6 separate regions of the Mus musculus genome follow, and all the other regions are linked to region 1. A link is a contact called in public Hi-C, HiChIP or PLAC-seq and promoter capture Hi-C data. All regions are on one chromosome and are shown on one strand. The core of a region is the stretch at or near the end of the contact, and the rest is flanking DNA. Distances in the headings are between cores, read along the strand shown.

Evidence for each region. Promoter capture Hi-C pulls out the DNA fragments that hold promoters and counts their contacts. A called contact is a pair of places that touch in the nucleus more often than the background predicts. HiChIP or PLAC-seq counts read pairs in DNA pulled down with a chosen protein or histone mark.
Region 2: an H3K27ac HiChIP or PLAC-seq map of extraembryonic endoderm stem cells shows a contact between it and region 1, with 4 times the contacts expected there. The contact joins the enhancer-like site here to the promoter of Lekr1 in region 1. A contact is called at or near these places in 5 of 39 promoter capture datasets (the C10 cell line, cranial neural crest, macrophages and 2 more), 1 of 484 Hi-C or Micro-C datasets (the AML12 cell line), 9 of 115 datasets of contacts at active chromatin or transcription factors (bone marrow-derived macrophages, embryonic stem cells, extraembryonic endoderm stem cells and 5 more) and 2 of 9 other capture datasets (adipose tissue and macrophages).
Region 3: a FOXA1 HiChIP or PLAC-seq map of pancreatic cancer cells shows a contact between it and region 1. The contact joins the enhancer-like site here to the promoter of Lekr1 in region 1. A contact is called at or near these places in 10 of 39 promoter capture datasets (the C10 cell line, cranial neural crest, embryonic stem cells and 5 more), 1 of 15 datasets of contacts at CTCF or cohesin (the NIH/3T3 cell line), 3 of 484 Hi-C or Micro-C datasets (bone marrow-derived macrophages, neutrophils and uterus), 14 of 115 datasets of contacts at active chromatin or transcription factors (astrocytes, bone marrow-derived macrophages, differentiating embryonic stem cells and 9 more) and 2 of 9 other capture datasets (embryonic stem cells and liver).
Region 4: a contact with region 1 is called in a promoter capture Hi-C map of the SN4741 cell line, with 2.1 times the contacts expected there. The contact joins the enhancer-like site here to the promoter of Lekr1 in region 1. A contact is called at or near these places in 16 of 39 promoter capture datasets (the 3T3-L1 cell line, 3T3-L1-derived adipocytes, the C10 cell line and 10 more), 24 of 484 Hi-C or Micro-C datasets (B cells, MC3T3-E1-derived osteoblasts, Th2 cells and 18 more), 16 of 115 datasets of contacts at active chromatin or transcription factors (CD8 T cells, the NIH/3T3 cell line, bone marrow-derived macrophages and 12 more) and 3 of 9 other capture datasets (adipose tissue, embryonic stem cells and pancreatic islet).
Region 5: a Hi-C map of bone marrow-derived macrophages shows a contact between it and region 1, with 2.6 times the contacts expected there. The contact joins the enhancer-like site here to the promoter of Lekr1 in region 1. A contact is called at or near these places in 6 of 39 promoter capture datasets (the C10 cell line, cranial neural crest, embryonic stem cells and 2 more), 8 of 484 Hi-C or Micro-C datasets (bone marrow-derived macrophages, cardiomyocytes, cortical neurons and 4 more), 6 of 115 datasets of contacts at active chromatin or transcription factors (bone marrow-derived macrophages, cardiomyocytes, embryonic stem cells and 2 more) and 1 of 9 other capture datasets (adipose tissue).
Region 6: a promoter capture Hi-C map of pre-B cells shows a contact between it and region 1. The contact joins the enhancer-like site here to the promoter of Lekr1 in region 1. A contact is called at or near these places in 3 of 39 promoter capture datasets (liver, macrophages and pre-B cells), 1 of 484 Hi-C or Micro-C datasets (cortical neurons) and 3 of 115 datasets of contacts at active chromatin or transcription factors (CD8 T cells, bone marrow-derived macrophages and embryonic stem cells).

Annotation. Positions count from the first base shown.
Region 1 is chr3:65,664,109-65,668,368 of GRCm38.p6, reverse strand. It overlaps Lekr1 (leucine, glutamate and lysine rich 1), which reads right to left and starts at 2,141. Exons shown (of 13, transcript NM_001166659.1): 1 at 2,058-2,141.
Region 2 is chr3:65,902,940-65,907,199 of GRCm38.p6, reverse strand. No RefSeq gene overlaps it. Among named protein-coding and RNA genes, the nearest start is that of Gm35039, 23 kb to the left of the region's middle. Within about 2 kb of position 2,284, at least 100 of the 459 cell types and tissues checked have an H3K27ac peak or open chromatin away from gene starts, as enhancers often do. A contact at or near this core is called in adipose tissue, bone marrow-derived macrophages, extraembryonic endoderm stem cells and 4 more, where this site is marked.
Region 3 is chr3:65,882,452-65,886,711 of GRCm38.p6, reverse strand. No RefSeq gene overlaps it. Among named protein-coding and RNA genes, the nearest start is that of Gm35039, 44 kb to the left of the region's middle. Within about 2 kb of position 1,946, at least 56 of the 459 cell types and tissues checked have an H3K27ac peak or open chromatin away from gene starts, as enhancers often do. A contact at or near this core is called in the NIH/3T3 cell line and pancreatic cancer cells, where this site is marked.
Region 4 is chr3:65,842,704-65,846,963 of GRCm38.p6, reverse strand. No RefSeq gene overlaps it. Among named protein-coding and RNA genes, the nearest start is that of Gm25755, 73 kb to the right of the region's middle. Within about 2 kb of position 2,458, at least 65 of the 459 cell types and tissues checked have an H3K27ac peak or open chromatin away from gene starts, as enhancers often do. A contact at or near this core is called in the NIH/3T3 cell line, the SN4741 cell line, granulosa cells and 4 more, where this site is marked.
Region 5 is chr3:65,818,471-65,822,730 of GRCm38.p6, reverse strand. Lekr1 (leucine, glutamate and lysine rich 1) reads right to left here. Exons shown (of 13, transcript NM_001166659.1): 12 at 2,638-2,937. Among named protein-coding and RNA genes, the nearest start is that of Gm25755, 49 kb to the right of the region's middle. Within about 2 kb of position 2,305, at least 31 of the 459 cell types and tissues checked have an H3K27ac peak or open chromatin away from gene starts, as enhancers often do. A contact at or near this core is called in adipose tissue, bone marrow-derived macrophages, granulocyte-monocyte progenitors and 1 more, where this site is marked.
Region 6 is chr3:65,794,862-65,799,121 of GRCm38.p6, reverse strand. The region is part of intron 9 of Lekr1 (leucine, glutamate and lysine rich 1); the gene reads right to left. Among named protein-coding and RNA genes, the nearest start is that of Gm25755, 25 kb to the right of the region's middle. Within about 2 kb of position 2,386, at least 1 of the 459 cell types and tissues checked has an H3K27ac peak or open chromatin away from gene starts, as enhancers often do. A contact at or near this core is called in pre-B cells, where this site is marked.

The DNA of each region.
Region 1 (4,260 bases), core at 892-3,391:
CGGAAAGAGTAAAGGGAACTAAGAACGGCTTACTGATTAAAGCCCACGCACTGTAATGCCAGTACCCATAAATGTAGAAATAGCAGCTTTGGCGGGCAGAGACAGGGATCCTAGAAGCAAGCTGGGCGACTGGGCTCACTGAGCTGGCTGACCAGTTCAGAACTCAGGTGAGAGGTCCTGTAAGGTAGAGAGTGATGAAGACACTGGGCATCAAACTCCAGCCTCCACACATACAAAAACATGCATACACAGGTGTGCCTATGAACATGAATACACACATGGATTTGTACTAACCAAATGTCAGAGAGAGAGAGAGAGAGAGGTAGAAGATGTCAAGGCCAGAATGGTTGAGTGGAACAGATTCAAGTGAAAGAAACACAGATTCCACAGCAGAAAAGATGGTCTAAGGCCCGTGTCTGCAGAACACAGGCAATGTGAGAGTCAAGAGAGGATAATGACCTATCTTTTGGGTGGGGGATGGGAAATCAGCAAAGGCTTCCTAAGATTGAGTTAAATTAGGGGCAAGAGAGTGAAGGAAAAAATAATGCTGGTGTTATTTTTGTAAACTATGCAACCATCAGTGGAGGAGAGATTCCTCAACCCTGTGTTAGCCCAAAATATCCCTCATTTCAATAAGCTACTATTTAAAACAAACAAAACTAGTGAGCTGTCTTCCCACGTGTGTGCTTGGTAATATTAACTGAGGCCAACCACGGGAGTAATGGTAATTATGTGGACATGGGTCCAAGTGACCAAGTACATAATCATATACTGTCATAGTCACATGGCAAGAAACCAGAAGGCATTATCTTCAGTTAAGCCATCATTGGTGAATGGAAATGATAGTATCTTGGGCTCCACAGGAATATTTTTCCCTTATACAGCCAACTATATCTCCTCTTAAAGTGCCATCCACAAAAGTATTAGCAAGCATGGACCTAAATAACGTATAAATTCAAGGTACCAGTGGGATGTTTATTATTTAATGCCTTCGCTGTGACTACTCTTAACATATTACTATGTCACCAGAAGTGGCAGGCTTCTGGCTATGAAAGAAAAATTTAAAAATAGCACCCTGGTAAATTTGAAAGACCTCTAAAACGAAGTGGAGGAGAAACTGATGTCAATGCACATCGCACAAGACATAGTAACAAGATTACAGGCAAGATACATTCATTGGATTCGTCCCAAGAACATGTGTAACTTGTCCTCATATAAAGACACTTTATTGTAAACCCATGTAAACTGTGAGTGCAGACTGTAATAACTAGGTGCTTTTCTGCTAAGCAATGCATGCTGATGATTACAACTAAGAGGTGGGCACCTAAAATTCCCAAGGTGACTAGAAGGGTACTACTTTCTTTAACGTTTATTTTTGTTATTGCCTATATTTTAAGAAACAGCTTGTAAGCCGATTAGAAAAGTCCATTGGGTCTTTATAAAGATGTGACTACTCGTGAAAAGAATAGTAGAATCCACATATAATTCCGCTTTTCAAGAAGTGTAGGGCTGTTTGCTCTTTAGCAGAAGAAAACGTGATTTTTAAGTTACCCATTCAGTATTTTAACCAAACAAGTTCCTTTTGGTCTTTCCCATTATATATGTGGAAACTGTCCTTGGCAAAAGTACAGAGGTACGTGGCCGCTGCTACGTGCGTTTGAGAACCTTCTCTGTGACACTGGTCACGAGATAGACGTGCGTGTTCTTAAACGCAGAAATGCCCTTGGTGGTTCATTTCCGATTCTTACACCGGTGTCACGCCCGGTCATTAACTCAGGTTCTGCTTCCAGGCCCTTCCTCAAGTACCATTCCGGGGGCGTGATTCACCGAAGGGCAGGTCGGGGGCAAGAGAGCAGGAGGTCACTGCAGGAAACTAACCGCCCGACCGGACTGCGCTGGCCCAGGCCTCGCCTGGGGCGCCGAGAGGCCGCCCCACCTTCCCGCCTTCCTCCTCCCGACCCCCGCCGCCCCGCAGTCCCGCGCCGCCAGTCTCTGCGCCGGAACTGTGTCCCCGCCGACCGGGTCCTCTGAGGACTGAGGAAGGCCATGACCCTCACCTAGCCCGGGACTCCGCAGGGTGTAAAACGGCTTCCCTGGTCTCCCGGGCGACCGCGCTGCACGTTGGCCTGACGTCAAGGCGCGGTGACGTCACAGCCCCCGCCGACGCGGAAGCGGAGCTTCTTTTGCATCATTTGTCCCAAAAGCGAGCTAGGCGGAAGCTGGAGCGGGTGGCGGGGGTCGAAGGAGAGGGCGGATTTACGCGCGGTTCTGTGACGGACGGGGATGGGGCTCTGGAACCCGCGGGGACGACGGGCAGCCGAGGCTGATGAAGAGGCGGGAAGTGGGTGGCCATGTGCCTCATCTGCAGGGGCAATCATTGTTGTCGAACGGAAGGAAAAGAAGCTTTTAAGTGGAATTGACTGGGGAAGGCTTGCTTAGAATTTCATTCTGGTCCAAAGAAGTCAAGATGACGGGTTTAGTTCATGAAGTATTACTGAGACGTGCTACTGCACACTCAAGTAATGGAAGGCCTCTTGTTTTTACACACTGACGACTTCCCTTTATTCATACTTTATTCATAAAACAAATACTGATGACCTACTACGCAACAAGCAAGCAGGATGAGATGATGCTTGGTGACTAACACAGGCCACTGGTATGATTAGTGTCTTCGTAGTCTGCTCCTTTTCCAGGAGCATCTGAGGTCCAAAGTTCTGATCCTCCAGTAACTAAAGAAAACACGGTTTCCTAGCAGAAAAGAACAATAATTGCTGTTAAAGAATAGTTTGCATGAATAGAAAGAAAAGGCATTGGAGAGAGGAAGGTGAACAGGTGATTTGAAATAGTGCCAGATCTATTGGAGCTGCTGGTTGATCACTAGTATGAAAATAACCGCATGAAAATAGTGAATACTCCCCTAAGTCATGAAAGATATAGATTATGCAGAAACTAACAACAGTTACTTACTATTGAGTAACTAGTATTATGTACTGTATATCATTGAATATATACAAGAGGGCTAGAAACAGAGGGCTTCTGACAGCATCACCACGAACACTACACAAAATGTCTCGGTAACTAACATCACTAGATATTAGGAATTTTATACCAAAAGTATTGTTATAGGGCACATAACTACAGTTTGGACAATAATTACCGAGCACTTGTATCTAAAAAGGAAGGCAATCCTCTGAAAATGGGATGAAATCCCATGGAAATGCTATAATTCACTTTCATCTATGCCTCTTCGTTACACATCACCTTGAGTCCATTTTCCTTACCACTGTAAATGCCCTCTCAATCCTAAATCCCATTGCTAATTAGCCACAAGCCTAACTTTCTGTAGGAGTGCCACATGTGGCACTCCTACAGAAAGTTTTCATTATTATATAAAGTCCAGTTTAGGTAGTGGTAGACCCAGTAAGAATTTAAAAAGAAAGGATAGCTTCCGGAAAGAACAGAAATAAGAAGTGTATTTCCAATTGGCCTATGCCAAATGGTCAGCCCTTGAAAACATGCATACAAGAAACAGTATGTGGCCTCTACAGGTTGTATTTGGAAATATATGTGTATATGCAAATGCATGTTTGAATCCAAGAACAATTGGGTAAAAGAAAGACAGTTTGTGCCTAATCTAATTGCATCTCGTTATGCCCTGTTTGGTGGATATCACTGGGAGGCCTGCTCCTTCCTGAAGAGAAATAGAGGGGCAGTAAGTCTGGGGGAGAGGGGAGGTTGAGGCCAGGGGCTAGAAAGGGGCTAGGAAGGATGGAGGGAGGGGAGGTTGCAGTCAGGATGTATGAGAGAAGAATAGAGAAAAGAGAGGCCATGAATTTGAAGGAGAGTGGAGAGAGTTATATGCTGTAATTAATATAAAAGCAATATAAAAGCAAATCTTTAAATCCTCTAAAATGAAACGTGTGAGTGAGTGTGTGTGTGTGTGTGTGTGTGTGTGTGTATACATACACTTTCAAAAAAGGTTAGCAGATTAGCACAGGTCAACTTTTGAGTACTGAAGAAAAAGGGTTGTTTTTGTTTTTGTTTTTGTTTTCGAGACAGGGTTTCTCTGTGTAGCCCTGGCTGTCCTGTAACTCACTTTGTAGACCAGGCTGGCCTCTAACTCAGAAATCCTCCTGCCTCTGCCTCCCGAGTGCTGGGATTAAAGGCATGTGCCACCACGCTCGGCAGCTATTTCACTTTTTACCATGACTTTTAAAGACAAGCCACCGTTTTAAAAAGAAAATTAAAAATTAAATTCCT
Region 2 (4,260 bases), core at 1,035-3,534, 240 kb before region 1:
TACTGATTTACCTCCCAGGTTTAGGTCTCAGCTAAAAAGAACCTGTTTTTATTCTGATTAAACAACTATGATCGAACTCATGTTTTAAAAATAGAGACTTTGACAAGAGCATAATTTTCAGGAAGTGTTTTTAGAATTTTAAAAATTGTAGTAAGCTTGGGGATACAGCATTTAAAGCTTTTATTCCCCCCTTTCCTTTCCCTCCCCTCCCCTCCCCTCCCCTCTACTTTTCTCTTCTCTTCTCTTCTCTTCTCTTCTCTTCTCTTCTCTTCTCTTTTCTTTTTTTCTTTTTTTGCTACAAGGTTTCTCGACATAACCGGACTGTCTTGCAATTTACTGTGGATTGGTTCTGTGCACCACATGCCTGATTCCTGGTTTTTTGTTTGTTTCTGGTTTTACTTTTTTTAATTTGTTTTAATTGACTGTACTGTAAAGTCCCCTCCACAATATCCTAGTACTGTTTCACTCTCTACTGACTTTCACTTAAATATCTTTAGCACTATATTTTATGTGTATTTTGACAGAAGATGAGTGAAAACCAGATATCCTTTTAGAAATTGTGGGCCTGAGGTCTGGCTCTGTTGTGCAGTGTGTGTGAACCTTGGGTCTCCACTATTTTGTCTGGTAGTTTCTTCATGATTAGGACATGAGTTCTGCATGGAATTGGTTGAAACAGGTCTAGGCAACATGATGCTGACCATGAATTTTTTAGGAATTTATTAAGCGCCTGCCATTTGTTCAGCTTTCAGTAGGAAGTCTAGTGGGAGTTAGAGGGCTTGGGGTCTTTAGGAGGAAGGCTGGAGTTTTCCTAGAAGAGATAACGCCCACATCGAGGAACAACTAGGGACCAATTTCCACTCAAGAGCTTCGATAAGTCCATCCAGAGTGACTCAGGCAAAAAACAAATGGGAACGCTCAAGAGACAACAATCACCGAGAAATGGGAGGGAGTTGAAATCCGATTTCCTGCGCCTTAGTGTTCTATTTCTCTTTAGTCTTGGACACAACGTCTTGGATAGTAACAACCTGAAACAAAACTGCTTGAAGCTAGCTGGAGCCAGGCATTTTCCTAGCAGCACATTCCAGCCCTGGAACTGTCTGAATTCTAAATCTCCATTATCCCGTTCAGTTTCCAGCAGCCTTTTGCAAGCCCTGTGCCTTAGACTCTGTGTGCCTCAGACAGCCTGGACAAGGCCCAGATTGTGTGAAGAGTTCTCAGTGGGCACAGGGTACAAATGGTGGGAGGGGAACTGCTGGGGGGGAATGTTCCTGCCGAGCCATCCTCTGTAGATGGCCTCTAGGAGGTCAAATCCCGAGTCAGAACTAGCCTGAGTGTTGTTCATGCTTGGTGCTGGGGTGAGGGCGTTTGGGTGTGTGTGTGTGTGTGTGTGTGTGTGTGTGTGTGTGTGTGTGTGTGTTAGGGGGAAGCAGCTGATAATGCCAGTGGGCATTTTTGTCTGAGCCTCACCCCACAAGAACTTTAACTTCCTGTTTGTTACATTCTCTTCCAGCAGAAAGAAAGAAACTGCAGTAGACTATCTATCCCAATCTCAAATGTGAAATGAACAAACAATCAAATGCTGTCTGGATCATGAAGCTAGAAACAGAGGTTTGAGAGGCCCCAGTGAGAGTTTAATAAGTGCTGCCTGGAAGAGTGTTGATTTGGAAACTCTTGGCAGCATTGATGACTTCCTTAACAACGGAAGGAAAATGGACCAGGGTTTTTTTTTTTTTTTTTTTTTTCCAGAGTTTAGCAGCACAGCCAGGAGAAAGAGAATGTCTCCCTCATCCGCGCTGCTAATTTCCTGTTGGAGAAGGTCTCCCTCACCCCTGCCAACTGACTGTGTGTTCTTGGGCACAGCCTTTATCTCTGGGTCTCAGTCTTCCCATCTGTAGAATGAAGAAGTGTCAGCCCAGGAAAGTTGGAAGGTTCTTTCCTGCCTGATATCCTGAATCTGTGCAAGTCATTTTCAGCTCTGCTAAATTATGCATTGCTCCACTGAGAGGGAGGGAGAGGGAGAGGGGGAGGGGGAGGGGGAGGGGGAGGGGGAGGGGGAGGGGGAGGAGGGGAAGAGGGAGGGAGAGGGGGAGAGAGAGAGAGAGAGGGAGAGAGAGAGAGAGAGGGAGAGAGTGAGAGAGAAGGAGAGAGCGAGCTAACTTTGTGCAAGAGATGAATAACATGCACAGCTAGACTTTCTGATTAAGTGGGGCTCAGCACCTCGATGCACTGTGCTTAGCTGGGATGATGAGTCTCTGCCTGAGGGAAGACAGAGCTATTTTGAGGCAGGGCTGATTAGAGATAAGGTGTTGCATTTCTTTGCCAAATTCTGGCCATGACTCACCCAAAGCTCTTAGGCTTAAAGCTTAACCCTTGATGAATGGATGTAAGCTAACCTGCTCCTCACACTCCAGCTCTGTCTGTCCGTTAAGAGCACCTTTGACCTCTCCTTGTTTAGAGAGCACCTCCGAGGCGAAGCTCGTGTTTGTAATCTCTCTCCCTGACATCTTCTCTCCTTTGCTCTTTTCTGTTACTCGGTCTTCTGAGTTATATAAAAGGGATCAACTTCAAAATCCTCTTAAATAAATCCAGCCACCCTGTTAGGTAAGGGGATGGAAGTGTCACAAGATGCTTGGAAGGGGAAAATACTTCTGCATCTAAAAAGCCTGGAACATGAGCAAGCTATGCAACTGACCAAGAAAGAGACCACTAGGTTTATGTTACTTTGAAAGCCAACAAAATTAAATCAAGGGGCAGCTACGACGTTATAGAATGCTTCAGTGGGCTGTTCCCACTCTTTACAATCTTACTATGTTATCTTTAACCTGTTTGTTTATGTTTTGGCTTGACACCGAGGAAAACCCCTGTGGCAGTTTGACAGGACAGGGTTAGGACTGGGGCTTACACGGCTCCTGATTTTATACAGTTGCTTTGGTCCTAACAAGCAACATGCAGAAGGAATTTTTAAAATTGACTCAGATTTCAGAAACCCTTCAGGGAGTTCATTCCTTTAAAAACAGCCTGTACCTCAGCCCTTTCTAAGGAGAACAATCATAGCTCTGTTTGCTTTGGAAAAGGCTTTTTTAAAAAACCAAAAAAAAAAAAAAAATAAAAAAATAAATAAATAAAAAACCTTATTTTTGAGGGACATAACTCAATGTGGCAAATGATATTGTTTTATTAATTAATTAATTTGCCTCCTGACTTCTGTCTCCCCTCCCTCCTCTCCTCTGAGTTTCTCACCCACCACTACCCCTCCTAACCATCCATTCCTTCTGCCTTTCTCTTCTGAGAAGTGGAGGCCTCCCATGGATATCAACCAACCCCGGTATGTCAGGTTGGAGAAAGACTAGGTGCATCTTCTCCTATTGAGGCTAGATGAGGCAGCCCAGTAGGGGAAAAGGGTCCCAAAGGCAAGCAACAGAGTCAGCTCCTACTGTTAGGAAGACCAAGCTACACAACTATAACCTATGTACGGAGGGCCTAGGCCAGTCCCATGCAAGCTCCTTGGTTGGCTGTTCAGTCCTATGAACCCTGGTGGACCCAGGTTAGTGATTTTGTAGGCTTTCTTGTGATGTCCTTGACCGCTTTGGCTCCTACAATCTTTCTTCCCCCTCTTCTGCAGGATTCCACAAGTTCTACCGAATGTTTGACTGTGGGTCTCTGCATCTGTTTCCATCAGTTGCTAGGTGAAGCCTCTCTGATGATGGTTATGCTATGCTCCTGTCCCAGCACATCTTGTAGGTAGGATGAATTGCATGTGGAAGGTTTTGCATTTGGATTGGTGTCCCAATGCCTCCACTGGAAGTCTTGCCTGGTTACAGGAGATGGCCAGTTCAGGCTCCATATCCTCCATTGCTAGGATCTAAGTTAGTGTCACCCTCGTAGATTCCTTGGACTGTTCTTGCCCTAAGTTTCTAGCTGGTCCCAGAGATGCCCTCCCCGTTCTAGTTGTCTCTCCCAGTACTCTCTCCTCCTGTCTTCTCTCTCACATGATCTGTCCTGTTTCCGTCTCCCCTCTGTCTAGTCTGCCATCCCACCCCAACCACCCATGATCTCTATTCTATTTCTTCTTTTCAGTGAAATTCATGTGATTCCCCCTTAATCACTCTTTGTTACTTACCTTCTTTGGGTCTGTGGATTGTAGCATGGTTATTCTTTATGGTTAATGCCACTTATAAGAGAGTACTTACCATGTTTGTCCTTCTGGCTCTGGGTCACCTCACTCAGAATGATCTTTTCTAGTTCTACCTCTTACCCACA
Region 3 (4,260 bases), core at 697-3,196, 220 kb before region 1:
GCAAGAGCTCCTTTTTCTATGTTCTTGGGTAGACTTCCAGCAGAAGGTATGGGCCATGTTAAAGGTATGTCTTCCCATCTCAAGATCCAAGTAAAAGACTGGTGTCTTCCAGGTTCAGGATCCAGATCAAAGGTGTGGCTTCCTGCCTCAAAGGTCCAGATTAGAAATAGATTCACCCACTTCAAACAAAGCAGACAAATTTTTACGGGCATGCCCTCCATTTCTGGATTGTAGCTCAATTCAGATATAGTCACATTGACAACCAAGACTAGCCACCACTCCATGTGTCCATGGATTCCGGAGCCTCACTGGGGGTTAGGAGCTCAGCCTCATCTCTCCTATAGATTAACCAATGTGGCAAACCTCCCTCCCAGGCTGTTCATCTCTATGATGAAGAGGAAGCAACTTTACAGTTTCAAAACCCCAAGAGATCTGAGTACCAAAAAGAAAAAAAATGCACTTATAACTTATGTGGAAGCAAAATATGTCCTGAAATGAGCACACTTGATACAAAGGTCATTCTTGAATTGACATAGGCTCCCTACATTCTATTTCTGCAACAGAGACATTTAGAGAAATGAACACAGGATGTGGCTGCAGATGCTATAGGGTGTCATGTAGCCAGAGGTATGCACATTCTTTGACTTTTTATCAGATTCCCCCAATTCTGCCATGCCTAACTCACCCCTGGGATTTGAATTAGGGACTGTGGATTTTTCAGCACATGTATTACCACCATGAAGTGTGCAGTTTGAATTCTGCAACGCTGTTTGGATCACAAGAAAGTGAAGAAAGGACAGATATAATGAAACTGGGAGCAGGTGAGGTTCTCTAACAGCTGCAACATGAAACCTCACTGTGTTTGCTAGGTACTGCACAGGGGAGGGGTAAGCTAGTTTTAGGAGGAGGTCTCTGAGGGTGAGCTGTCTCATGTCTCAGGCTATAAACATCCAGGAAGAGGAGGCCTAATTGCTCACACTGGTCAATCATTCCTAAACACTCATTCAGACTTTTTTGTTTGTTTGTTGGTTGGGGTTTTGATGGTATCCAAGAAAGGAACAGTCCCACAGAAGCCGCCTCTGGGCAGCAGTCAGCATCTGCCCTTCCCTTCAGTGCAGTGCAGTTGTGGATACCAAGAAAGGCTGTGGGGAGTCATCTTCCTAGCAGCACGCTATGGAATGCAGGCTGGCAAGGAGTCCCAGTGTTACTTTTTGGGGGAGATTTTCCTCATCCCACCCTCAACCCCTGCTTCTGGCTGAACCTGAAGTAATCTACCCCCATAATGGTCTAAGGCAGTGTGTGGTTCTCAACCTGTGGGTCAAAACCCCTTTGGGGGGATCAAACCGTTTTCACAGGGGTCACCTTAGGACCACCTGCATATCAGATATTAACGTTATGATTCAAAACAGTAGCAAAACTACAGTTACGAAGTAGCAACGATAATAATTTGGTGGTTGGGGCATCACCACACGATGAGGAACTGTATTAAAGAGTCACAGCATTGGGAAGGCTGCAAACCTTTGGTCGAAGGCCTGAGCCTTGAAATAGTGTTTCAAAGGATGGGCAACGGTGGTATGCCAGAGGGGAAACAGAGGTTGAGGTGGTTCTTCTTGTTGCTGACTCTACTCCAAAGCTTCCGATTATGTCACACGAGGTAGGGGCATGCGTCAGACAAGCAATGTAAGGCCTCTGGAGTGGGTGTCTGCTACAGGTGTTCATGTGTGCACACCCGTGGCCCACGCCTGTGCTGGGGTGGCTACCAGCCTCCCGTGCAAAAAAGTTCCAGCAAAACAGCTGGTGAGTGGAACTCTAAGTGGAAGTGATTTTCCTAGCACCATGACAACAAGACACCCTCGGAGCTAATGGCGACACTTCAGTCCTCGTCCTTCTCTGCTGGTTCCTGCTTACACTTCATGTTTCTTAAAATACTTGCCTGGCTGGCAATGTGGTGACTCACCTGTACCATCGCTGCACCAAGCCAAGTGGGAGGCACTTCCTTTTGCAGAGGAGTCGGGAGCCAGCCCAGCACCTGAAGCCTTTCATTCACATACAGTTCCTGTCAAGGGCGGGTGTTCTCATTCTCTGCCAAGGCTGCAATTGCCCAAGAAAGCAAAGCCATATGGATGTGTCAAGCTGCGGTACTTGGACTACACAGAGTTCAGGGAAATTAGGCAGATTTGCCTAGGTATCTCCTTCTCATCTTCAGTCCTGTGTGAGGTACCTGGGCCAAGTGCTGAAATAGGAAATTGCGCATGGAGTCACCATTGCCTGTGGTGCTCTGGGGCATCTCAGAGCCAGTTTTGCTTCTGGAATCCCGTGAATTCTGATGTACTTAAATGACTTAAAATTCTGAACTTGTGTGAATTGGAACTCACCCAATCTGTAATGTTAAAGTAGTAAAAAGAAATATTTGTCAAGAATTTTGCTGTCGACTAAGATTGTGTGTACCTTATATCTGCTTGGGTTCTGCGGGCTACACACTGTGTTCTGTATGCCCGGGAGTCAGTTCAAATCCTTGGTTCACTGATTATTAGCTGGGTGACTTTAGTCAGGTTACTTTGTCTCCTGGAATGTTCATTTCCTTGACTTTTCGAAATAGTGTCCTCCAAATTACATAAATAAAACGAGAGCCCATGACTACGAAAGCACAGTACAGGGGTAGAAATGTCTTGGTGCTTTCTGCAATTCCAGATGACCTGAGTTTTGTTCCCAGCACCCATGTCAGGGAGCTAACAACCACATGCAACTTCTGCTTCAGACTATCAGACAATCTCTTCTGGCTTTTATAAGCAGACAGACAGACAGACAGACAGACAGACAGATAGACATGTTATATAAAAATAAATCTTCTGGAGAAAAAAGAAAGATCCAGGATAGAGCAAGGCCAATGTATACTTGTGCCTTTTCCTGTCTCTGTGGGACTCTCTCTCTCTCTCTCTCTCTCTCTCTCTCTCTCTCTCTCTCTCTCTCTCTTTCTTTTTTTTCCGGGGACAGGGATTATCTGTGTAGCCCTGGCTGTCCTGGAACTCACTCTGTAGACCAGGCTGGCCTCGAACTCAGAAATCCACCTGCCTCTGCCTCCCAAGTGCTGGGATTAAAGGCGTGCGCCACCACCACCCAGCAGGATCTTTCTCATAGTTTGGAATGAGCACTAGTTCTGGCTACCCAGTGTTAACATCAATACATTTGCATATGTTGGTTTGCATACCTTTAGAACATAGTAAATAATTATCCAAGAAATAGATGATCAGGACACATACCCTGAGACCAGTGGTGGTGAAAATCTCAAGGAGAGATTTGGATGTGTCTTAGTTAGGGTTACTATTGCTATGATGAGACACCATTATCAAAATCAACTTAGGAGGAAAGTGTTTGTTTCACTATGGTTTGGTATAACAATTCATCATCAAAAGCAGTGAGGACAGGAACTCCAACAAGGGAGAAACCTGGAGGTAGGAGCTGACGCAGGGGTCATGGAGAGGTGCTGTTTACTAACTTGCTCCTCATGGCTTACTCAGCCTGCTTTCTTATAGAAATCAGGACCACCAGCCCTTGGGATGGCCCCACCCACAATGGTCTAGACACACACCACCCATCACTACTTAAGAAAATGCCTTATAGGCTTGCCTACAGCCTATTTTTTTCTTAGTTGAGGTTTTCCTCTTCTCTGATGACTCTAGCTTGTGTCAAGTAGACATACATTAGCCAGCTCAGATGGTCTTCATAATGTTATAAAATCAAAGACTCTAACTTCCAGAGACCTGTGGGTAGTTTCCTTCTGGAAGATCCGTTGCGATTTTCTGTATTATAAAAAGTTGTTTCTAACTACAGGGTAGACCAGCTGGTAACACACTGGCAGCTATCCACTCATTTTGCTGCAAGGCTCCTTTCTAATGCCCTTCCTCAGAAGCATCCTGCTTCCTCAGATCTGGCTCAAGCTTCTGCCGACTTCTGGGTGTCCAGCACAGAGATCTGGCTGTGTTTCTCTTCAACTTTCAGTGCTTGCTGTTTTCCTTCCTGTTTTTCTACCTGTTTAGGTCTTTTGGTCTACAACATGATGCTGGAACAAGACAGGACTTGAGTCCAGTCACATCCTTCACCCCTCTACCCCACCCTCTGTTTTACCTTTTTGTTTTCTGAGATAGCATTTCTCTGTGTAGCTCTGGGTGTCCCGGAACTCACTCTGTAGACCAGGCTGGCCTTGAACTCAGAGAGATCTGACTGCCTTTGCATTTGCCTTCCGAGTGCTGAGTTCAAAGG
Region 4 (4,260 bases), core at 1,209-3,708, 180 kb before region 1:
CTCACACCTCGCCAAATATTTCACCAAAAATATTTGCCTCCTGTCAAATGCTATTAGGTTGAAAGGGAATGGGGGCAAAGGGAACAGGGTAAGGTCTTACACCCTTTGAAATAAGAATATCTTGTTTGGGAAACTGTAATCTTGAGGTTAACACTAATAAGTGTCTGGGGTCATACCAGGAAAACCACAGGAAAGAAAATAAAGAAGAAGCCGATATGAAAGACATATATTTTAGATAAACCATGGTGTTGTGTGCATTTGAGTCATATTTATATCAGAAACACTTTTCCTGCACCATTTGAGAAACTTCTCCATACCCTTCAAACCAGGACCTTTGGCTCACAAAGCTCTTTTTCCTCTGACTTATTCCTCGGGGCCTCACTGCTGGTGAACTGTACCAGTAGGACTAGGAACGTTTGCCTCCAGAGCACAGAACCTTTACTAACTTTCATGATAGAAAAAATATATATTTAAATAGTGTAATAACACATTTGAGACACCAGGAAGGCAGTAGGATTGGGCTTAATGGGATTAGGGTATGGAGGATGGTGGTACAGGAACCACTCACTCAGGAAAACGCATGGAAGGTGCATTCCTAGGATGCTGTGAGCCCTGGTGCTGTGGCATTCCCTGATACAAATGGTTCTGGTGTGCAGGGAGGTAATTCCCAGTGTCATTACCCAGGTCTCCTTGGCTGAAGCCATCTGTCAGCCACAGAGCATCCTACTAGCAGACAGAGTTGTGATGAAACACATTTGTTCAAACATGGGAAATGGTGTTTGAAAAAAGCCACCTTCCTCAATTTCCTTTGACGCTATTATCCTTTGTCATGTCAGAGAGCTGAGCCCAAGGATGGCCAAGAGGCAGTGGTAAACTCACAGTCCAGGGTCTGGGGGAACCATGGGATTGGTAGTTGTCCCCTTCCCTCCTGCCCCTGCAGTGAGGCAATAAAAGATGGATCTCTGAGGCAGTGACTGAGGCATTGTGCATTAACAGCTACATGGAGATTTTCATTTCAAATCTCATGTATTGACAGTTGAAACTGGAGCTGTTACATAAAGCATCACTCAATGTCTTTCAGAGACTCTTTCTCAACACATCATTCACATGCTAGAACACAGAGAGGCCTTTAGATCCATGGGGAAAGTTGAGTAAAGGGTCCAGGATTTGTGTGGAACACATTATGTCAAGACATGAGAATGACAGTCATGGCTGCTGACAGAGAAAGCTTGCTTGCCCAACAGTGACCCAGTATGGCTGCACCCTCATGGACCAGCTGGCAGTACAGACAGATTTGGGGAGACAGCTGGGGACTACTCATGAGAAAGTCAAAGATTTGCAACAACAAGGAGGTTGTTGTTCTTACATGTGTCTCTCTAACCCTAGGTAAGGTACCTTGCTTCAGGAGGCGAAGTGGGACTCTGTAGGTTGGTTTAGTCAGACAGGAGCTATCATCACATGGGCAAGAACGCCAAGAATGCCAGTCTCTGCTCTGACACGCAGACCCTGTTGGAAGAAGTACTTCCCGTGTTGGCTTTGTTCTTCTAAACACAAGTCCACAAAACAGGCTTCAGAGGAGACTTGGAACCTGGCCAGAAGCCACTTCAGGCAAGTCACAGACAGCGGTGAGTCCCACTCACCAGCCCTTGTTTTTCCCATGGGTCACAATACAATGACCTCACAGAACAGTTGGAAGAATGAGTTTAAACAGGGGTCATTAGGTTGGAGTTACTGTCTGAACAGGCTTCAAGAGGGTCTGCGAAGCCTGGCATTTTCATGAAGCACTTGTACATATTTACATGTGTCCTCTTGAGGAGGGCCTAGGCCCTGCCTTCTACTGCAATTTCAAAGAACGTTGGCACTTTCACAAGGTTAAGAATCACTGCTTGGGAACCGTGTGGATGTGTGACTGCAAGCATCCAGTTAAACTATGGCCAGCAAGAACTTTGGAAGTCAAAGGAACACAGAGGAGCATTTGCTGCGTGAGACTCACAGGGGAAAAAAAAGTAGAAAATGTGACTTTTGACCCTCTGTAGCAAACAGCACCTTTTGGACATGACCTTAAATGAAGTCAGTGGTTGAAACTGAGAGGATAAACAGCATATCTGACTGGTCAGAAGACGTTAAAAGCCTTGTAAATGCAGGTGGTAGAAGCAGACTGTTGGCTGCAGTGGTCGGAAGGTGTGTGCAGTGTGTGGGAAAGATGTTCAAAGGGAGGGAAGGATGGACAGGGGCAAGAACTTTCCTGCTTGGTCTACACCCCCACCCCACCCCCGAGGATGCTGGAGGAAGCTGAGCTCAGGAGCAGACCTTCAGTCATGGTCCATCCCGAATGTAGTTTCACATGTGCATGAACTGTTTTTGGTTCTTTAGCCTCTGCGCCACAGGCGAGGCTGAGGGGCTTGTGACTCACTGTGGGTAGAAAGGGATGACTTCCAGTGACTAACGTCTTTAGGCAGGAGGCTCTTCATTCTTGCTGTGAGACTCATAGGGCCTCTCCCACTTCCATCGCCGAAGTCCTCCAGGCGGGCCTCCTGCGACCACACCCCAAAATCTACTTACAGAAGACTAAGCAAAGCAGTTGGAAAGCAAGAAACAAATTTTGGAGAAAAAATGAGTCCATTGGAAGAGAACTTTGCTGACGCCTTTATATGTCTCTGATGATATGGGTGGGGCCGCTGTAATCCTTGCTGTGGAGATGACTCCCTGAGCTCTGCCTGGAGTTTGGCTCCACTGACTGATAAGGCTACCGGTCCCTGGATGGATCAAGGACATTTAAATAAATGCTGTCTCTTCAGAGATAATTTCTTAAGTTTGTGATTCCTAAATTTTATAGAGATACATAATGTCCATGCTGAAGGAAGGCATAGAGGAAATATTCTGGTCCTGTATCCGGCCTCTGATACTTCAAGCACATGTATCCTGCAACATCTTCCCTTTGCTGTCAGCTGGTCTTCTCATATCATCTGTCAAATCAGCCTTCTCCACCACCCTCCTATCCTTCACTTCCACCACACCTAGGGAGAACCATTATGGGGTCTAATTCATTGTATCACCAATGCATGCTGTACAGGAATCAATCAACTCCTGTTTCTACTTAACACACCACATCTATATGATCAGCGACCTCCCTGTATGAAGCATACTGATGTTAAACAACTCTTGATGTAAAATCCTTTCTGAACAGTATTTGTGCTGCAGCTGGTAAGAATTTCTTTTCAGTCTGCGAGAAGCTTCATCCACACTCAGCACTATAAAGCCCTCATGCTTTTTATCTTTCTTGAATTGTCCATAGGTATAGGGATACAGTTCACCAACAGTCCCTGCTAAAGTCAAATATCCTCTCTGATGCTATCTTTCACAAGACAACAATCCATTTACAGGAGAGAAAAACAACTCCCAGGACCAGAGATCCTCCAGCTAGAGAGAACAGACCCAACTTTTGCTTTCTTCATTAGTTTTAGTATGCTTTTTTCCCCTCTGCTGCTTCACTTCAGAAAAGACAGATAATCACCACCTTTATGAGTCAGAATCATAGCTCAGCACCTGCTAGGAAATTGAAAAATATTTCCCCATGTCACATTACAGAGTGACACTCATTGTCTTCACACGGCTGCTGGCATTCACGAGTTTGCCAAAGTGACTGCACTGGAGGCTCTGAAAGCCAGAGCGATAATGAAAAACAATGACTGAAGACATTGCCAAATGCCAGCACATAAAGATAGTAACATGAACTTGATAAACTCGGGCTTTCATTCCTTTTAAATTGTGCAGAGGTTAATAAAGGAGATTCTGTTTATCTCCAGCACAACAAAGTAACAGATGCAGGAAGTTCTGAGTGGTTTTCTTGTTTGTTTTGTCTTGTTTTTTTTAAATGCAGTCATTTCACTATTGGGCACAGAGTTCACTCCAGTCTGTGCTCATAAAGGAGAATCAATATGCTCAGTATCACAGGCCTAAGCTTAAAAGGGAAACTCATGTCCTGATGCAACAGCATTCAGCATGTGAAAAGGTAGGGACTGACAATAGAGCTTCTTGCCCAATTGCCACGTAAAGTAATAAAGATCAAAATATTACTGATCTACAGATGGCAAGTGAATGCTTGATATCTCTCCAAGCCAAGCAAAAGATGCATCAACGTTTTCAGTGATCTCTGCTGCATCTACACTGTAGCTTCAAGTGTGTTTCTGTTCAAGAACAATGTCCAGCTTCTCGGAAATGGGAAACACGGGTGCTGCAATACTTCAAGGACAGTCACAT
Region 5 (4,260 bases), core at 1,056-3,555, 150 kb before region 1:
CATCCATGCAACAAGCTAGATGTTTTGCACACACCTGTAACTCCATCACTGTGGGTAGCAGAGACAGGAGGAAGGTGGGGGCTTGTTGGCTTAGCTGAGGACACCTCCTTGACAGCCCCAGGTACAGGGAGACATTCTGTCTAAAACAGACTTAAGAATGACAGACAAGGACACCTGACATTCTCTTTGGACCTTCACTGGTAAGCACAGTTGTGTGCTCCAGGACCTATAGACATATACTCACACAGACACATATGCACACATAAATATTAGTAAATAAATCTTTCAAAAAAGAAATGAGACTATGAACTCTTATTGTTTGAAGTCATTGTCTTTGAGGGCAATTTATCAAGTAGCAATAAATTATAGACTTGTAATATAGGGTGTCTCTACCCTTCCGTGTAAGGTTTCATGTGATAAATTTCTGTGTAGGTCATTTCTTTAACATTTCCCAGAAGTTAGTTACCATTTTTTCATAATTATACCACTGTTTTATCTAGCATAGTGCTCAAAACCTACATAGATGATAATTTGCATTTAAAAAAATTGACCTTGTTCTTTTTTCTGTTTATTTGTCCTCTGGATGGGTCACTTCTTACATTTATTACAGTGCCATTTTATTTATTATTTATTTATTTATTTATTTTTTTTTTGGCTTCAGACTTGCTAGTCCAGTGACTTGGCCTTTCTCTCCCTTCGCCCACTGTTGTCCGTGGGAGTGTTAGTATGGACCCAGTAGAAGTGAGTGAGCAGCTCCTCTTTCCTCAGTTTCTCCAGTGTGCTCCTCTCCCGCCTGGCCTGAGCTGCTGTCCCTCACAAGCACTGGCTGCCCTCTGGGGCCCCTCCTCCCCAGCCCAGGCTGGCTTGGGTTTACTCTTTTCTGTTTGTTGGTTTTGGTTTTGTTCGCTTTTAGAGTAAAAGTAAGTGATCTTGACTAGGAGATATTATGGGCTAAGCCTGAGGTTGCCCTGAAATTTAGAATCAAAAAGTCTTCCTGGGCCGGGCGGTGGTGGTCCACGCCTTTAATCCCAGCACTTGGGAGTCAGAGTCAGGCAGATTTCTGAGTTCGAGGCCAGCCTGGTCTACAAAGTGAGTTCCAGGACAGCCAGGGCTACACAGAGAGAAACCCTGTCTTAAACAAAATAATAAAAAAAATAAAATAAAATTTAAAAAGTCTTCCTGGAATAGGAATCTTTGTCCCTCTGCGACTCGAGTCTGAGTCCCGCCTCTCTCACTGTGTGAGCCTGTGACACTCTCCAAGCTTGTTTGTTAGCGTCTCACCTGTGACACATAAGTAAGGCTACATCTAAAGGTAGACACTGTTCTTATTTAGCGCTTTGTCTACCCCATACTTCACATTTATCGTGATATAAGCTCTCAGTTTTGGTTGGCAATTTAAATATAGCAAAAACATAGTGTTTATTATTAATAAACAATATTATTGCTAGCACTTTTTATTTGCTTCTTTATTAACGTGCCAATATGGCAGACAGAAATCTTATTTCTCACTAACATTCAAAACCGTCCATTCTTCCTTATATGCTATATCGCTATTATGGGATCAAGTATTACGATCAATTGTTACACTATTTCTAGCATGTTTACCAATTCATCATAAATAAGCCAGAGATAAAAATTTCTCAATAGAAATAAGCCTACTTCACAACAAGAAAACACTACTGATATAACTGTGCATATGTAAGGCAGAAGACGAAAGCATGTAAGTTGCTTTACAAGTCAGGTTGACAGAGCTGTAAAACATGAGACTCAAATTATCTTTACATTGTCCACATTTTTTTGAATGTAAGCAACATGTGCCCTGACGCTTTCTTTGGTGAGGATTTACTATTAAAGCAAGTGAGATCTAATTGGAAGACTTCTAGGTGTGGAGCTTTTAAGGGATTATTTGCTGCACAGAACTGGTTTCTAGAAAGGGCTCAGCCAAAAATGGGACATCAATATCACACCAATCCCCCCAGGGTCCATGGAACATGGTGGAAGAGGGAACAGAAAGAGTCTAAGAAATAGGGTTGGGTATTCTCTAGGACACGACAAGACCCTTGTACTTCTGAACTCTGTAGAGGCTGAGACTGTATATATAAGAGCCACATAGGATCAGGCCAGCCAGGGTCCAGCTTGGAGCAGGAGGGGCACGTGAGCCTCCCACCCCTAGTTGAGAAGCAGTGCTGACAACTGGTAGCTACTAGGGGAAAGACAGTCAGCTTTTCTTTAGGGTGTGGCCCCTGGTAGATGGACCAGGCCCCAGTATATGGCTGCACACTCATGGATACACGGGACTGTTATTAAACAAAACAAAACACTGGACGTCAGGTTGGGAAGAGGGCGTAGGGGGATTCCATAGTTGAGAGAAGGGAAGGGATGTGTATGAATATGACTAACAGAGATACACAGTATGTATGCATGAGATTCTCAAAGAATAAATGATACTTAAGAAGAGAACTGTCCTATGAAGCCAAGGGATGCCTGGGAGCCAGGCTGTGACTCTCTTCTTGACCTCCAACTGCCTGTCACATTTGCATTTGTCTGTCTGTCTGTCTGTCTGCGTACCTGCCTGCCTGCCTGCCTGCCTGCTTTTTAACTGGCCATGGTCCTCACTGGGGGCTCTCTGCTTCCTACCTCTTCCTGTGACTGGCTGAACTGCTGCAGCAGCTGTGTCTGGGCCAGCCTTACTCTTTCCAGCTCGTCTGACTTCTGTTTCATTTCCTTCTTCAACTCTTCGGAAATTGAATCATCACGGCCAGTTTCCTGTTTCAAACGACACTGGAATTCTGCTACCAGATTTTTCAGGTCTTCAATTTCTTTTTTCTTCGATTCAGACTCTTCTGTGTATTGTGCATGGGATTCATGCAGTTTTTCTTGGAGAGAGGCCACTTCCAGCCTCAGGTCCTTTGTAGCATCTGCGATTAGGTCACCTATCTATAAGATAAGTCTCACGTTAGTATACAGACAAGTGTGCTGTTAAGTTTCTTCTAATAAACCAGTGTGCTTGTATCCCATGTCATATATAGGCCTTCAGATAGTTTTAAGTCAACACAGAGTTTTATTTATTTTCCTAAAATGGTATCCTATTAACTACTTGGGCACCTTTGGAAATATTTAAATCTCTGTGATTGAATCCAGCTGCCAAAAGTAACTCAAGTTTTCACAAACAGATGGGAGAGGGCATGGCTGGGCTCTGGAACCTCCAGGTGCCTGACTGGTTTTTGGAGACACAGAAAGAGAACACCACAGTTGTGTCCCATTCACACCAGAACACCAAGTTCGCCTGGGACATATTTTTTCTTTCTTATATATAGATAGATGTACCCCAGACACTAGCTTAGTCTTCTATAGCTGCACTCTCCCACGTCTTGTGATCATAGAAATTCTGTACTGTTCTAAATGTAATGACAGTGGGGTGCCAGTAAATGTTTAAAAATACCCTCCCCTCACCCCCATCTCTCTCAGGTCAACTTTGTATCTAATTTTAACAGTGAAATGCCTTTACCACTATGGCTGATCTGTCACAACTGGTGACTTAGCTGGGATGAGCATTGCAGGCTCTGGAAAGCCAGGACTGGCTACAGAGCATTGGCAATTGAACCACTATGTTGGAAGAAGTATCACATTTGAGTGAACTGAACTGAAAGACAAGTGGCCACTCTGGTGTCATTATGGCGGTTCTAGAAAATGCCAGGACACGGCGCAAAGGTATCGCCTCTCACCTTACACAAGAACATGAGACAATAATTCAGGGGACTTTCTGCCCAAATCATCCCTTTGGAATGGAAAAGACTTTTTCTCCTTAGAAAAGAGAAAATTTATCTTGGTGGCTCATGCCTGAAATCCTAAGCAAGGCAAGAGAGCCACTGTGGGTCTACCGGCAGCCACAGCTTTCTGGGGAGTGACAGATCAGTGTGAGCTATTGGGTTATAAACTGAAAAGGGGAACAAACCATCGGCAAGCAAACAGCAGCAGAACACAAGAGCAGCCTTGCAGAAGCTCATCTAAGGTCCCTCCTTATACTCCAGTAGCAAACGAGCCATGGAAATCTGGAAATGGCACAGAGAGAGCTCCCAGAGCTCGCTGGACCACTGCTTCAAAGCAGTATGCATCTAAAATGTGTTTCAAATGTTAAATTTACATAAGGAATAACTTTGGGAGGAAATCTATTCACCACCATGAGTCATTTCAGAAATTAATATTCTACTATTTTCAACTAATCCAGAAGAAGGAAGAGAGGGTCACTTGGGTCTAAAC
Region 6 (4,260 bases), core at 1,137-3,636, 130 kb before region 1:
CAAGCAAAGGAGAGAAAGGAAGGCATCTGAACTGGAAATTTTCGAGATTTGCAGATGACATGCTCTTACACAGAGGAAAAAACAAACAAACAAACAAACAAACAAACAAACGGGGACTCCACCAAACACCTACAGAGATTAATACACAAATTTAGGAAACATTATAAGATGCATTACAGAAAACATTTGCAGGATACAAAAATGTAAAAATGCCTGTTGTTAAACACTAATAGTAAATTATCTAAAATAGAAACCAAGAAAGTAATCCCACTTTTTCAGTAACTATGAAAAATAAAACATCTAACTATAAGGGTGAAAGATCTCCACACTGAAACTATATAAAATTGAATTTAAAAATTGAAGAGAACACACAAATTGAAATACATTCTGTGTTTATAAATTAGATGAATCAATACTATTAAAATGTACATATTGCCAAATGCTGTTTATAGAGTCATTATAATCCCTACCAAAGACATTCTTCAGAGAACCAAGGAAAACAATCCTAAAAGTTCTCTGGACCACATGCATGTGTGCATATGCACACACACACACACACACACACACACACACACACACACACGCGCGCGCGCGCGCACATGCATACATGCACACACATACATGCACACATACACATGCATTTGTACACACGCACATGCACACATGCACTTGCACACACATATGTGCACCTACAAGAGCATTAATAGACAAAACAGTGTTTACCAAAGGGAATAAAAGCAGGGAATTATGCTAAATAATTTCAAATTAATCAAACAGGAGGAAACTGGCAGGACAGACACAAGCACCATTGGGATAGGACAGGGAATGGGGGTGTAAGTCCACATTATGACCACATACTTCTAACACTCAGCGTGCAGGGAAGGAAGGACAGTCACTTCAATAAATAATGATCATAAAATTGAGTAGACAGAGAATGAAATTAGATCCCTTAGCTGACCAGATGCCAAATCAAACTAAAAGAGAATTAAAGGCTCACAGGTAAGACCTGAAAAAATGAGGCTCCTGGAAGAAACTATGGAGGAGACTAGGGCATCTGAATGGGCAAGGTCTTTTTAGAGAAGACCTAAAAATCACAGTAAACAGAAGCATAAATTGACAAATGTGATCATGACAAAGCAAAAACCTTGTGCAGAGCATAGGAAGTAGCCATCGGGCTGAGGAAGCAAGCTGCCACATGGGAGGCCATACTGGTAAACCACACAGTTTAACAAGGAGTCAATATCCAAATATAAGAAATTCAAATAACAGCAAAAACCTAATACAATGCACAGTAAACATCTCTGAAGAGAAGACAGGTAAATGACTCAGCAGGTACGGGCAAAATGCTCAACACCACCAAACACTGGGAAGTTCAAATCAAAGCTTATACGAGCTGCTATATCACTTTATCCAATAAGAATGGCTACTCCAAAATGAGAAATGCTGCAGACTAGGAGAAAAGGGAGCACTGTCATTGGGAATGTAAATTAGTGTAGCCATTTTGGAGAACATGAGGGGAGGTCCTTAAAGATCTAAAAATAGAATTACCATCTGGTCCAGCAATCTCACTGCTGGGTACATATCAAAGGGGGTGGGGAATTGTATGTCAAGGAGACATCTGCACTCCCATGTGTACTGCAGCAATAGCCAAGAAATGGAAGCTAGTATCCATCACGGGAATTCAGAAAAGTTTGGTGAAACAACGGCATATTATGGCAATTACAAAGAAGAAACTCCTACCATTTGTGACAATGTGGTTAGAACTGGAGAGCACTGTGTTAAGTGAAATAAGCTAGGCACAGAAAGACAAGCTAAACGCTGCTGCATGATCTGACGCATATGTGGTTTACAAAGAGTTGATCTCATAAAGTTTAAGGGTAGAATTGCAGTTACTAAAGGTGGGAGAGGCTGGGGGTAGAGAGAGGTGAAGCACTTGCTCAGGAGGACTGACTACAGTAGGAGTAAGAGGGTCTGGTGTTCTAATGTTAACTGTGTGCCACACTTCCAAAAGCTTGAAGAAAGTATTCTGACTATTTTCATCACAAGGACATGATAAATGTTTGAAGACAGTGCTGTGTTTAACCGAGCCATATAGCTAAAATCAAAGTTAAAAGGGTAAGTGGAATCTGCTCTAGTATCATGGTCTTGCTATCCACGTGCATTGGGTAGGGTTCTAATTTCCCTAGGTATGACTTCCCTCTTTTAAGCCAGCCTTAAGTTCAGTTGTAAAGCTGTCAGTTGGTTATTGCCGACACACAGCATCACTACTGCCCCTTTAGGGATATCTTACGTGATGGTGTCTATTATGGTTCATAACGGCCACAGCTGCATGGAACTATGACGATTTCCTCCCTTTGTAGCTTTCACTTCATGGTACTTGTGAAAGTTAGTCCTCAGGGGGCGTTTAAGTCGGCTCTGGCTCACTCCTCCTCACAGTTCTATGTCCACAGTGCACAGTGTCTTTAGTAAATTTCTGGGGAAGCAACCAAGCACAACAGCAATAGCTTATATTGTTTTAGAGACCCTCTTAGATTCTCCTGGCCAATGAAAGGAGGTTTCTCACATCAGGTACTGGGCTGGGGGAGGTTATTAGATTAGACAATCTATGGCTCTTTGGAGGAGTCTTATCATCGCAAGGGGGTGTAACTTTACTTAGCTACATATATACGTATTCACATATATGTATTGTATGTGAGTTTAGGTAAATATAAAACGATGATTCTCTATATGTTTTTCAAGCATCCTAAGCATTATTTATTCCCCTTCCTCTCTACTTCCACTCTCTTAAACCAATATAATTCCTAGCTTCACTCTAAATATTTATCCTTACACCCACAGATAATGTAACTCATACCCCTCAAAAAAGCTTCTCTTGGAAGCAGAAGGAGATCATTACAAAAAACCATAACTAGCCAAAAATACAGACAACAACTGAGTGTGGGTTACCCAGCCACAACTGATACATCCACAACACAACTCCTGTACCGAAGGTACAGATTGTAAGACTGTAAGAGGCAGAGAGCCAGCAAGTCTGCTGTGAGATTGTGCCTTCTAGTTATAGGGAAGCCACACCCGTAAATCTAAACATGGCTGCCTAAATAGAACCTGAACAATTCCAACATTGGTTGACAACCCAGTGTAGATGGGATGTGGGAAGGGCAGGAATCTCATAAAGCCTCACTCCTATATAAAGAGATACAAGCATTTAATAACTGATGAGAGAGGGAGAATTAGTTTCCCTAGGGATAAGTCCCCTAAATCATTATCCACTACCAAGTGCTTACCCTAGAAACATGCATATAGGCAAAGCTGAACAGATTCAGCAAGCAAGATGTATTTATATATTTGTTTTACGCACGCACGCGCACACACACACATACACACACACACGCACACACACACACACACACACACACTCACACACACACACACACACGCACGCACACACACACACACTCACACACACACTCACACACACACACATACACACACACACACACACACACACACACGCACACACTGGTTAAAGAGGAGAAGGCCATGAATTTCAGAGGGAGAGGAGACATAGGATAGGAAGGAGGAAAGGGGGAATGATGTAATTCTAGTTTAAGGTTCTGCAGACTTCAGCAGTTCTCCACAGACTATTTCCTTATATTTTCCCTGTCCTTTCTAATGCCCAAAGCCCATTTTTATGCTTTTAAGTCACCATTCTGAAATGTACAAGAACTTAATTTGTGTTTTTAAAGTGAAATGAGATAGATATGGTGGTTTGAATAAAATGACCCTCATTGGTCCATAGGGAGTGGCACTTAATAGGAGGCATGGCCTTGTCAGAGTGGGTGTAGCCTTGCTGGAGGAAGTATGTCACTGTGGGGCCGGGCTTTGAGGTCTCCTATGCTAAAGTGTGGCACACAGTTTCCTTCCACCTGTGGATCAAGATGTAAAACTCTCAGCTCCTCCCGCAGCACCATGCCTGCTTGCACTCTTTCATGTTTCCTCCATAACAATAATGGACCCCTGAAACTGTAAACCAGCTCAAATGAAATGTTTTCCTTTATTAGAGTTGCTGTGGTCATGGTGCTTCTTCACAGCCATAGAAACCTCACTACGACAAGTTGGCACCAGGAGTGAGGTATTGCTGTGGTAGGCCCAGCCATGCTTTTGTTTGGAGGAATGTGGACTCTGGAACTTTGGACTTTTAGAAATGTAGTTGAACACTAAGTGGGGGTTAAAGGGCGAGCACAGTAGGAACATGGAAGA